Regions from separate parts of the Macaca mulatta genome. Here region 2 is linked to region 1. Evidence: chromatin contacts called from public Hi-C data. All regions are on one chromosome and are shown on one strand. Each heading gives the region's core, a stretch centred on a gene start, on an enhancer-like site or on the middle of the called end of the contact. The rest is flanking DNA. Distances are from core to core; before and after follow the strand shown.

Region 1 (6,415 bases), core at 2,912-5,411:
CCACTGCCATCCTTAAAAACAGGGCAACATCATAAATAATAATCTAGAGCTCTATTTTCTTTCTACAATGCATAATATGTACACAATAATCTCTGGGCTGAGCTGTTATCCTTTCTGGGTCCCTCTACCACCTTCGGGGTTGTGATGTGAGCAGGAGGGACAGATGCTGTCTCAGGCGGAAAGGTAGCCACACCTTTCCCCAAAAGTATAGGAACTGTTCCAGGTCACTTTTTGGCCTCACTCTGGAGGGCCCAGGCTATTTCATTCTAAACCACTTGGCCCATCCTTGTCTAGGAGTCCCTCTGGTTCAGCGTGTGGCTGGAATCCGGCTTTTTGTCTCCCTGATTTGTCTCCCAATCAGAATTTGAACTTTTTTTTTTTAAACTGACAGAGTCTCACTATGTTGCCCAGGCTGGAGTACAGTGGCTGTTTACAGGAGCCATCAGAGGGCACTGCAGCCTCAAAGTCCTAGGTTCAGGGGATCCCCCCGCTTCAGCCTCCTGGGATTATGGGTGCAGGCCCCCATGCCAGGCAGATTTAGAACATTTTGAACAATGGAATGTTTGTAATGCTCAGAGGAGCAAGCACACCTACACAGGCAGCATGGGGTCTCAGTAAATTCTTGCTGCACTCACAGTTGAGGGAAGAGCAGTATAGAGAAACAGGTTTGAGGAGGGAAGAGGAAGAAAGGCCCTAACTCAGCCTGCCAAGTAGTCCTTACAATGGTCAGGAAAGTATTTATCACCCCCATAGCACAGGTAAAGAAACCGCCAGGCTGGGAACAGCGATGCACACCTGTAATCATAGCACTTTGAGAGGCCGAGGCAGGTGGATCACTTGAGCCCAGGAGTTCAAGACCAGCTTGGCCGATGTGGTGAGGCTCCTTCTATACAAAAAAGTATAAACGTTAGCTAAGCATGGTGGCACATGCCTGTGGCTCCAGCTAGAGGCTGAGGTGGGAGGGCTACTTGGGCTCTGGAGGCAGAGGTTGCAGTGAGCAGGGATTGTGCCACTGTACTCCAGCCTGGGCAACAGAGCCAAGACTCTGTCTCAAAAGATCCAAAAAAAAAAACAAAAAAAACACGAAACTACCTTGCCTGAGGCTCCAAATCTAGTTACTGCTTCCAATCATTTCAGGACTCAGTTGGGAAGAGGTGGTGTTTAAATAGGCTTGGGGGCCCTTGATGCTTGCATCAACTTAATTCTTACCAGAAAACAAAATTCTGCGGCCAGACGAGGTGGCTCAGGCCTGTAATCCCAGCACTTTGGGAGGCTGGCGTGGGCAGATCACCTGAGGTCAGGAGTTCGAGACCAGCTTGGCCAACATGGTGAAACCCCATCTGTACTAAAAATACAAAAATAAGCCAAGCGTGGTGGTGCAGGCCTGTGGTCCCAGCTACTCGGGGTGCACCGTTGAGGCAAGAGAATCGCTTGAACCTGGAAGGCAGAGGTTGCAGTGAGCTATCATACCACTGCATTCCAGCCTGGGCCACAGAACGAGACTCTATATCGGAAAAAGAAAACAGAAAAACGAAATTCTTACTATAAAAGTATTGAAATCACAGAGTTCTGACTTGGACTGCCCCTGCGAGCTACAGATCATGCTGTGGGCTGCCTCCACGGTCTGGTAACTCAAGGGTGACCGGGGTGAGGCACAGTTCCTTCAGAGCTACCTAGCTGAGTGTAAATGGGTTGTTCAAATTGCACTGGGGAGCCGGAGTTGCGTGGGTTTTAATTTAAAGATGTAAGTACAAATCTATGTGCACTGCAGAAAATTCGGAAAAGGTCAAACTGCCTAGCAAGTAAAAAACTGTCATTCCAGCACGTGGGGGGTGACCGCTTCTCTCCTCTTGGGTGTTTTTCTTGGTGGATTTTTTTTGGTGACCCCGACTGGCCTGGACTCCATTCAACGGCACATCGTGTGCAGTAAAACACCGCATGTTTCAGGGCTCCTCACTGCAACACGTGCACCCCCAGGCTGGCGCTCAGCGCTCCCAGTAAAAGCTGCAGCCAGGCGCGGGCCTTTCCTCCTCCCCATCTCGTGACGCTTTGTGCTGCGGCACCAAAGGCCCGTTCCGATCCCCGTGTGCGCGCCCGTGTGCTTCCCAGCAGCCGCCACCAATGCTCCTTTCCAGGAAACAGCCTTCCATTCTCTCTTAGGGCCGATCGTAGCGAGAGCCACGATGCGGGCGACTGGAGCCGGGGTGGGTTGGGGCGGGGGTGGGAATCGGGCCCGACTGCCAGGCACCCGGGCCGCGCCTTCCGCTCTGACCTCATCCGGCCGCCCAGGCACGGGACGCAGCAGCGAATCGCCAGCGCGGGCGGCCGGGAACGCCCAGCACAAATATTTACCGCCGCGCGGAGAGCGAGGGCCCAAGTCCGCCCCGCTCCGCCACTTGGGCCGCCCTGGACGCTTCCCTCCGGACTGCCACCGGGTCGGACGCGGCTGCCGCGGCTCGCGGGCCTTCTCCCCAGCGGCGCGGCCCAACCGCCACCGAACCTTCTGGAAGCGGCGCCCGCCTGGGCCCTCACGCCGCCAGAATCGTACACCCGCGCGAGCTCGCGGCAGCCTTGGCGGCCTGGGAGGCGGGGCTCGGGGTGGGGCCGGCGCGGGGGCGGGATCGGCGCGGGGAGGCCGCGTTCGATTCGCCCCCGGCGCGCAGGCCCCGCCTCGACGGCCCCATCGCTCCACCTCCGCCCTCCCCCTTTATGGCGCGGCCGGGGCTCATTCATTCCTCGCCGGGCCTGCCAGACACCTGCGCCCTTCTGCAGCCGCCCGCCGCATCCGCCTCCGCAGCCCCCAGCATGTCGGGCCCAGACGTCGAGACGCCGTCCGCCATCCAGATCTGCCGGTAAGAGAGGGCCCGCGCGGCGCCAGCAGTGGCCAGGCGCGCCGGTCACCGCCCCCGGCCTGTCCCGCTCGGTCCCCACCCGCCGAGGCCGCCCCCGCCCGCCGATTCCCCGCACGGCCTCCTGCGCCGCCGCCCCGAGCCCCCGCCAGCCCGCGGCCAGGATGCGACTCGCGATGCAGCACAAGCCGCGCGGCCCCCGCCCGCCTCCCGCCGGCTCCTCCCGGCCGCATTTCCAGGGCGGCGGCCGCGCCACGGGTCGTTTAGGCGAGAAAGCCAGGCAGGGATGGGGCGGGCGGAGGTCAGTGCACAGCTCCAGAGCCCGGCGACCGGCGCCCGTGGGCCGCCCCGCCTCGGGCCTCGCCCGAGCATCCCGGAGCCTCAGTCCCGTGGTCCTGCTTAGCCTCCTCGAGGATTCGGGATCGTTACCTCGGCGGTTGTGCTGCGCTAACCAAAGCCCTCAGAGGTGGAGGGGAGGTGCCCAGAGCCGCGTGAACCCCTCGGTGGGTGCCCCTGTGGGAGCAGGTTGCAGAGCTACCGTCTTCAGTGCACTGCTTCGGTTTGGGGGAGGGCAGGTGTTGAAAGGAAGAACAGATAACACTGTTTGCCTCTAACAGTTTACTATCAAGCAAAGGGAATCAGTGGTCTGTTGGGCCTGAAAGCATCTTACACAATAGAGGCAAAGGGTTGTCCTTCTAGGGCATCCCCCCTTCCTCCAGCAGTTACTGAGTAGATAGATGCAAGCCCCCAGAGAAGCTGGAGGCTGGAGATCATGAACAAGCTCATTTCCCATGGGAGGTGGGGAGGGCAGCCTCAAGGTTACTCTGCAGTTCCCTTCGGCAGAAGCAGAAGCAGGCTGGCATTTGTGCATGAGCTAAGTGAGGGCAAGGAGTCTAGATTTTCAGCCACTGCACACAGGCACTGTGGCCTGCGACGGGTCCTGTCCTGCTTGATGGACTACCAGGAGTGAGAACTGCTTTCTGTTTTGGTGGTGGGTTCCTCGCATTTGGGGCTTAAGCATCACAGACTGACCTTGGACTCAAGCCAAGTCCAATAGAAGCAAGTTACTTTCCTGTAGATGTTGACATCTCCCGGAAGGCTGGGCATATAACAAGTCCTGGGTCATCGAAGCTCCTTGACCCTCAGTCTCATTTTCTGGCCTGGTCCAGGGCCTCTCCTGACCTCAAGGTCGGTTTTGACTTTTCCAGAGAGGGAACGTCTTTGAGGGGAGCCCTGCCCCTTTGACTTTGGCGTTGTGGCTGTTCTGGTCCCATTGACTCCGGAGGTGGGGAAAGAGGGGCAAAAAAAAAAAAAAAAAAGAAGTAACTGGAGACAGATGGCCTGCATCAGGTCCCTGCATCAGCTCTGCTGAGTATTGGCTGGGAACCTTGGGCTCCATGGTTTGCAAAGAGCTTATACCTGTCTCATCCCACTTGCTTTGCCCAACTTCCCTGGGAGGTTGATGGTCAGTACTGCCTCTGCTACCTGTGTGGAGGAGGTGGCAGTTTTGGGAGTTGAGGAACTGTGTAAGGTCATCCTGCTCCAGGAGCTCCAGGGACAGCCCCTACCCAAGTCTTCTGACTCCAGATCCAGTGTTCTTCCCACCCCTCTCCTGAATAAAGGAAACCTTGATTTAAATCTTCCCGTGGAAGACTGGCCTTTTATTTACTTCTTCAGGATGATGAATAGCCAGTTTATACGTGTTGTCTTTTTTCACCCAGCTTCTAACAGTTACTAGATTTTTTGTTTTTTTGAGACAGAGTCTCATTCTGTCACCCGGGCTGGAGTGCGGTGGCCAGATCTCAGCTCACTGCAACCCCCGTGTCCCGGGTTCAAGTGATTCTTGGGCCTCAGCCTCCAGAGTAGCTGGGACTACAGGCATGTGCCACCACGCCTGGCTAATTTTTGTGTTTTTAGTAGAGACGGGGTTTCTCTATGTTGGCCGGGCTGGTCTCGAACTCCTGACCTCAGGTGATCCATGATCTGCCCGCCTTGGCATCCCAAAGTGCTGGGATTACAGACGTGAGCCACCGCACCCAGCTGGAAAAAGTTCTTGTGCCTCAGCCTCCCGAGTAGCTGGGACTACAGGCGTGTGCCACCACGCCTGGCTAATTTTTGTATTTTTAGTGGAGATGGGGTTTCACCGTGTTGGCCAGGCTGGTCTTGAACTCCTGACCTCAGGTGATCCTCCCGCCTCAGCCTCTCAAAGTGCTGGGATTACAGGTGTGAGCCACTGCTCCCAGCCTAGTTACTAGATTTTTGTATAGCTTTAGACACTTCCATACAGTAAGTGTGTGCTTTTTTTTTTTTTTTTTTTTTTTTGAGACAGTCTCACTCTGTCACCCAGACTGGAATGCAATGGCGCGATCTCAGCTCACTGCAACCTCCGCCTCCTGGGTTCAAGTGATTCTCCCACCTCAGCCTCCTGAGTTGCTGGGATTACAGGAACCCGCCATCATGCCTGGCTAATTTTTGTATTTTTAGTAGAGATGGGGTTTCACCATGTTGGCCAGGCTGGTCTTGAATTCCTGACCTCAGGTGATCCGCCCGCCTCGGCCTCCCAAAGTGCTGGGATTACAGGCGTGAGCCACTGTGCCTGGCCCGTGTGTGCTTTTTCTTACCCACCGTAAACCAATTGCATATTGTTTCCTTTTTTTTTTTCTTTTTTTTTTTGGAGGTGGAGTCTCACTCCGTCACCCAGGCTGCTGGAGTGCGGTGACACACTCTCTGCTAACTGCAACCTCTGCCTCCTTAGTTCAAGCGATTCTCCTGCCTTAGCCTCCCGAGTAGCTGGGACTACAGGTGTGCACCACCATGCCCAGCTAATTTTTGTATTTTTAGTAGAGATGAGGTTTCAGCATGTTGGCCAGGCTGGTCTCGAACTCCTGACCTTAGGTGATCTGCCCGTCTCGGCCTCCCAAAGTGCAGAGATTACAGGCATGAGTCACCATGCCTGGCCAGTTGCATATTGTTTCTAAGTGGCTGCCTTGGCCAGACGACTGGTGAGCAGGATGCCTGGCTGCCCCCTGCTCATGAGTGAGTAGGTGAGTCTCAGGTGCAGAGCGTGACTGCCAAAGGAGTAGGTGGGAGTGGTGGTAGGGGTAGGCCTGTGAAGAGAAGGCTGTGGTCACTCGGGCTTGACTCAGAAACTGCAGGACACTGGAGAGTGACTGTACTAGGATGGGGAGCCCTTTAAGGACATCTGAGCCGACACCCCGAGTTGAAAGAGGAGCCTCCTGGCCTAGCACAGCCAAGCCCATGAATTTAACAAGACTTCAGTGGACACTGCCAAGAAGCATAGCACCAGGAGGGAAACTGATATGTGGAAAATTTGGCCCCTGCCTTAAGGGGTCACAGTCTAGCAGAGGCAAGGACGTCCAAATCCCCACCATCTTAGAGACAGAATGGTCACACGTTCTCAGTTCAGACACTGTTGAAGGGATAAGGGCTTTTTTTTGTTTGTTTTGTTTTTTTTTTGAGACAGAGTCTTGCCCTGTCCCCCAGGCTAGATGCCATCTTGACTCACTGCAACCTCCGCCTCCGGGGTTCTAGTGATTCTTCCGCCT
Region 2 (6,415 bases), core at 2,259-4,758, 47 kb after region 1:
GCACAGCGCCAAGTGCCGAGTCCTCACTTTGTTGCCAGGTGTCTCTAGGCTCTTCCCCGGGCCTCAGGCACTGTCCCTGGCCTTCTTTTTTTTTTTTTTTTTTTGAGACAGAGTCTTGCTCTGTCTCCCAGGCTGGAGTGCAGTGGCCACATCTCAGCTCACTGCAAGCTCCGCCTCCCAGGTCTACGCCGTTCTCCTGCCTCAGCCTCCTGAGTAGCTGGGACTACAGGCGCCCGCCACCTCACCCGGCTAGTTTTTTGTATTTTTTTTAGTAGAGACGGGGTTTCACCGTATTAGCCAGGCTGGTCTCGATCTCCTGACCTTGTGATCCGCCCGTCTCGGCCTCCCAAAGTGCTGGGATTACAGGCTTGAGCCACCGTGCCCGGCCGGCCTTCTGTCTTAAAGGCTACCCGCTTATCTGTCCTGTCTCCGGTGCCTGCCGCATGAAAGCACTTCCTCTGCTGCTCTGCAGCCCTTGGCCCGCGCCTCCTCTCCCTGGCCTTGTGTCATTCCTGGGAGCCAACCTGCTGTGTGTGGCGCCACTTCACAGATGGACAAAGTGAGGCCTGCAGCGGTCATTCAGGCTGCTGTGGCGGGCGGCTCTGGTGCTCCTGGGAAACGCTGGGCTGATGTTTCCTCAGTGTCTAGAACCAGGGGCTGGGCCCTGCTCTCCGCACCCACCCACAGCCTTGGCTGGTGCCTCCAGGACAGGCCTGTGTGGAAAGGGACCCTCTGCCCCCCCTGCAGCTGGTGCAGGGAAGGCCCTTCCTACTAAGTGGAAAACAAAGGGAAGAGGTTGATAGAATCATTTTGTGACTTATAATTGGCTACCTGGTAACTCAGATGAAAAAACCCAAAAACCTTTCATAGAGTAAGTTCAATTTTTAAAAACAGAGGTATTTCAACGTGAACACTCGAGAAGCCAAATGAGGCTCCTTGGGTGCTCTGGGGATCCCCTGGCCGCCGTGTGTCACGCCGTGCTTCCTGCTCCACAGGCCGCTGTCCTGAACCTCCTGTGGAACCTCGGGCCCTGCCTGACCTCAGGGCCAGAAGCCAGTTGGCCTAAATGGCCTTGGTTTGCATAATAGACTCTCACCCAGGGTGGAGGGGTGACGCTGGGGATGGGCAGCTGTCGGTCGCTGGAGGACATCCGTGGTCATTTGCTCTAGAAGTGTCATCCTGTGGCCAGAGGTTGGATTTCTTGGAGCTTCCAACTAGGTTGGCTAAATACTTACCGCAGAGGGAAAACTTCTCCTGGTTAACGTGTGGACTATCTACCGTGTGGACTATCTACCGTGTGGACTATCTACCGTGTACCATGTGCCAGCACTGTCGTGGGGTGAGCACGCAATCTGCATGATCTCCCACAGTCACGTGAGGCAGTGCTATCTCAGTGCTGTCGTTCTGCCCATTGTACAGATGAGCACATGGAGGAGTGAAGGTTCTGACAGCTTGCCCAGGTTACTCAGCGAGTAAGAGCCAGAGCCAGGAATGCTCTCAGGGGAGGGACTTGCTCAGCCTTGGAGCCGCTAGAGGAGCGGGGAAGAGATGCAGACCTGGGGAGACACTGCTCCTGGGGCCCCCACACTGGCCAGCAGGGCCGGGCAGGCTGCACAAGCTGCAGGTGGGTGCTGTACCCTGGACCTGTGCCCATTGCCTGCCACTCATCTCCAGGCCTTGGCCTGTGAAGGTGGCTTTCATCAGTCAGGTGCTGTCTGGGAAGATGCCAGGCAACTTGCCCTGGTAGGACTGCCAAGCTGGCTTGTTGGGATTCCAGAGATTTCATGGAGCTCCCACACTGCCAGTTCTCACAACAAGGATGAAGTTGTTCCTCTTTGGGGAAGTGAGGTGGCGTTTTCGTTCTTTTGGACCTAGGAGAGCTCCCTGCCCTCAATCCAGGGCCTGACTGCACACTGCCCTCCCGGGACCCGCAGAGGAGCTCAGCGCGCAGCGGGCGGGCGCTCACCTGCTGACAGGGCCTGGGGTCTTGAAGCTGTGACTCATATCTAGTTCTCAGAACAGCCATGGCTACCTGGTTCCTCTGGGACTCCTGATGGGGGTGGTGGCGGTCCTGGGAATTTGCTTTTCACAGTCTGTGTTGGTCACTGGGAACCCCAAGGGCTGAGTCGCCACCTCCTGCCCTGTGGCTCTGCTTAAAGGTCTTTACCATCAGCCCTTCCCTGCCAGGGCAGGCCGGGGACCTGTGGCTTCAGGGGGAGAAAGTGCCCCTCTGCCCTCCTGCTCTGTCGTGGAAACAGCATCTCAGGCCCCCTTCTGTGGCCTGGCAGATGGCGCCGCACCCTGACGAACACACCACCTAGGAAGAGCCCAGACATGGAGAAGGTTCTCTTTCCTCCAGGAGCCATCGAGCCCTTTGGGGACCTTCTCCCCTCCTTGGATTGTGACAGTTGCATGAATGGCATCCTCTCCAGAGGCCTCATCCTGCTTCTCCTCTGCCCTAGGATCATGCGGCCAGATGACGCCAACGTGGCCGGCAATGTCCATGGGGGGACCATCCTGAAGATGATCGAGGAGGCAGGCGCCATCATCAGCACCCGGCACTGCAACAGCCAGAACGGGGTAAGGGTGTGGGCCCCATACCTCTGGGCCCTGGAGGCCGCACTAGTATGGGTTCAGGACAGGAGTTCCCCGGGGAGCCAGGCCTGCAGCCTTCCCTCCCCTTGTGCACTGGGCCTTGGGAACTTTGGGCCCAAGCAGTTCTGTACCGGACCCTCAGAGCTATGCTTGGTTTTGGCCTCAGCCAGGAGGTGTGGGAACCCACCAGAGATGAAGCGTCAAGCAAGCTGACAGGCCCTCCCTCCACCACTGCCCGCCATGCCGCGTCCCCTGCCAACCTGGGCCTGATCAGAAGCATGCCCTGCCTGCGTGGGGTGGACTTCATTGCAATGGCCAAGAGCTGAGGCATAGGGGCCACACAGCAGATGTAGGGGAGGTCCCACCTCTGCCCTGAGCAACCCTGGTGGCCATGGCAAGTGCTGTGGCTCTCTGTGACTTGGCCACTTCCTGGCTTTGAAGCTCACTGGCCTGGTACCACTGTGCCCACGATGGGGGCAGCTCTCCACCTGCCCCAAAATTGTGCAGCTGGGGAGGGCTCTGTGACCCCAAAGCTGGGGACAAGGGGCATGGTCTCTAGTGTCAACCTCAGGGCTGCTGTAGGACATTCAGCCATCCCCAGCTCTGGGGAGGGGACATTTTCTCTGAAGGTCAGCTGTGGGGGAGAAGCCAGCCCTTGGGTACTGAGGACAGGGCGTCTGCCATGGTGCCGCAGCTGCAGCCTTTGCACTATGGGGCTCGGTTAGCACACCTGCTGTGGCCTCCAGGGAGGCAGAGAGGAGGAAGACTCAGCCCCAGCTTGGAGAGTGGGAGTGTGAGGTGCAGGTTCCCACCATGGGCACGGGCATGATGCCACTCTATCAAGAGGCCAAGTGGAAGCCACATCAGAGACCAGGGACCAGCGGAGGCGCTGTGAGCTCTGAGCCACGCTGGTGAGATGCAGGAAGTGGCTGCTGGCTCTGTCAGCCTGGGCCGTCGGAACTAAGACCACAGCCTGCTGGCTTGTGAACAGCGGAAACGTATTTCTCACAGCCCTGGAGGCTGGAAGTCCAGGATCAGAGTGCCGGCAGATTCTGTGTCTGTTGAGGGCCCGTTTGTTTCCTGGTTCGTAGACATCACATCACTTCCTGTGTGTTCTCACTTAGCAGGAGGGGCTCTCTTAGGCCCTTTTATAAGGACACTAATTCCATTTGTGAGGGCTCTGTCCCCATGCCTTCATCACCTCCGGAAGGCCCTGCCTCCTACTACCATTCCCTTGGGGGTTAGGATTTCAACACAGGAATTTTGGGGGGACACAGTCATACAGAGCATGGCACACGCATTCAGCCTGGAACAGTGGGCAGTGTGTGTCCAGTGGAGGAGTGGAAGCTCTGTGTGTGTGTGTGTGTGTGCGTGTGCGTGCGTGTGCATATGTAGAATGAACCAAGCCACGGTAAGTGTGGATGGTTGGATGTGGATGTGGGGGACGTTGTGTGGTACAGGTTAAGGAGTGAGTTTGCTGTCAGCGCCTGGTTTACGAGGGATGGATCACTGGGCTGAGGCTGGATTGATTCCTTGGACCCGAGGCTCCAGTGCAGCTCAGTCACGTTCAGAGAGCACCCTCTGGTGGCTGTGGGGAGGATGGGCCTGAGCCTGAGAGCCTGGGGCAGGGGTGAGGGCCAAGTCCCAAATTCCTGTTGCACCCTTCCAGAGAGAGACAGTGAGGGTCCCTGGCAGGAGAGGATGGACACGGGGAAGGAAAAGTCCCCAAGATGGGGAGGAAAGGTAAAGGAGGGGCTTGGAAGGCGAAGAGGGTGATGCTATCACTCATAATCGCAGAATTATTTTGCTGCCATTTGGTCAGCACTTGGCATTCTGCAAAGTTCCAAAATGCTTTAGGAGCTAAAGTTTAGCTCGTGGAATCCTCACGACACCCCAGAGAGGTAGCTGTTCTTGTTTTTTTTTTAATTTTCTGAGACAGAGTCTCACTCTGTCACCCAGGCTGGAGTGCAATGGTGCGATCCCAGCTCACTCTAACGTCTGCCTCCCGGGTTCTCTCTCCTGCCTCAGCTTCCGGAGTAGCTGGGATTACAGGCGTGTACCACCACACCCAGCTACTTTTCTGTATTTTTAGTAGAGACAGGGTTTCACCATGTTGGCCGGGCTGGTCTCGAACTCCTGACTTCAAGTGATCTGCCCACATCGGCCTCACAAAGTACTGGGATTACAGGCATGAGCCTCTGCGCCCAGCTGCTGTTGTTATTTTTATTATCCCAATCGCATAGATGAGGAAACTGAGGTACAGAGAGATTGAACACTTGCTTGAGGCCACCTGGGGAGGCAGTTGGTAGGTCTGGGCTGTGACTATGCCTTGAACCTGTGCTTTGAACACTTGCCCCTCCTTGCTTCTCCGGATCTGGGGCTGCTGGAGGGACAGTTTTGACACATTGGCTTGGAGAAGCCTCTGGGCTGCTGGTCCCCAGGATGGTGACCCAGAAATTCTAGGCTTAGGAAGGGGTCTCTGAGTTCCAGGCAGCCCCAGGGTGTGGGGGTGAGAGCAGTCCCGGTGCCTAGAAGGGCTTTGCTAGGGCCCTGGGTGGGGCAGGGGACCCCCCCATCCATACTTCCCTAGTGGTGCCTTCCAGTCTGTGGCTGGAAGTCCCAAGGTTCTGTCTCTGGCTGAGGCCTCTTGGCCAGCCCCATCTGGATGCCTTCTTGGCCTGCTTGGCCTTGATGTGCAAAAAAACGACACTCCTGTCCGTGCCCCGGGCTTGCTTCTTCCAGCCTCCCTCCCCTCGGTAAATGGTCTCTGCAACCCCCAGGTGCTCAGGCTTAGAGTCTGGAGCCTCTGTCGGCCTCTCTGCCTCCCACACTCATGAGGCTCTGGGGGCAGATCCCACTGCTTTACCTTCCAGGATGTCCAGATCTGAGCACAGCCCCCCAGGCCCACCCTCACTTTGGGTCCAGTGGTGCTGCTCTCCTGATCACCCGATCACCTGATCACTGCAGCAGCCTCCTGACAGGTCACCCTGCTGGTCCCTGCCGCCTTGTTCTCCACCAGTAGCCAGGGACGTGTGGAGTCAGAGCACAGTACTGCCTGCTCAGAGCCCTCCAGATCTCCTGTTTTGCCCAGAGTCAAAGGCGCGTCCACACGAGTCCCTGTCGCTGCCTAGCGCGGCTCTGGGACCTCGCCTCCTACATCTCTTTCTCAACTCTCCTCTGGCCACATTGGCTTTTCTGCTGCTTCTTGGACTTGCTGGGTGCATTCCTGCCTTGGGCCTTTGCACTGGCTTTCCCTAGATATCTACAGGGCCCTCCCCTCACTTCTTCCACGCTCTACATAAAAACGTTGTAATCCCAGCACTTTGAGAAGCCAAGATGGACAGATCACTTGAGCTCAGGAGTTTGAGGCCAGCCTGGGCAACATGATGAAACTTTGTCTCTACAAAAACTACAAAAATTAGTCGGGTGTGGTGGCGTGTGCCTGTAGTCTCAGCTCCTCGGGAGGCTGAGGCAGGAGGATCACCTGAGCCCAGGGAGGTCGAGGCTTCAGTGAGTTGAGATCACATCACTGCTCTCCAGACTGGGTGACAGAGTGAGACCCTGTTCCTACAAAAACAAAACACGATGTCCAGCCGTGCGCCTGATGGCCTGGCTCCCTCCCTGCTTCCAGCTGCTCTCCACTCCTGACCTTGTACGCAGTGGTAGCCCCATGAAGGCAGGCAGGACTTCTGCCCTTGGTTTCCCCAGACTGAGGCATAGAGCGTGCTTAGGCATTATCTGATGAATGCTGGGAACTTGGGCCTGGCACCGTCACTGTCACGGAGAGCTTCCACCAGTGCTTACGATGAGCCCGTGGCTG

Evidence for each region. A called contact is a pair of places that touch in the nucleus more often than the background predicts.
Region 2: a contact with region 1 is called in a Hi-C map of CD4 T cells, with 4 times the contacts expected there. The contact joins the enhancer-like site here to the promoter of LOC144336769 in region 1. A contact is called at or near these places in 8 of 14 Hi-C or Micro-C datasets (CD4 T cells, blood, cortical neurons and 4 more).

Annotation. Positions count from the first base shown.
Region 1 is chr1:234,391,470-234,397,884 of T2T-MMU8v2.0, forward strand. It overlaps LOC144336769, which reads right to left and starts at 4,162. Exons shown (of 2, transcript XM_077978021.1): 1 at 1,674-4,162. The coding sequence starts at 2,733. The coding sequence ends at 1,954. It overlaps ACOT7 (acyl-CoA thioesterase 7), which reads left to right. Exons shown (of 10, transcript XM_077977866.1): 2 at 2,710-2,852. The coding sequence starts at 2,710. It also overlaps a transcript of RPL22 not described here.
Region 2 is chr1:234,439,178-234,445,592 of T2T-MMU8v2.0, forward strand. It overlaps ACOT7 (acyl-CoA thioesterase 7), which reads left to right. Exons shown (of 10, transcript XM_077977866.1): 3 at 2,463-2,580. It also overlaps a transcript of RPL22 not described here. Among named protein-coding and RNA genes, the nearest start is that of HES2, 74 kb to the left of the region's middle. Within about 2 kb of position 3,509, at least 7 of the 40 cell types and tissues checked have an H3K27ac peak or open chromatin away from gene starts, as enhancers often do. A contact at or near this core is called in CD4 T cells and blood, where this site is marked.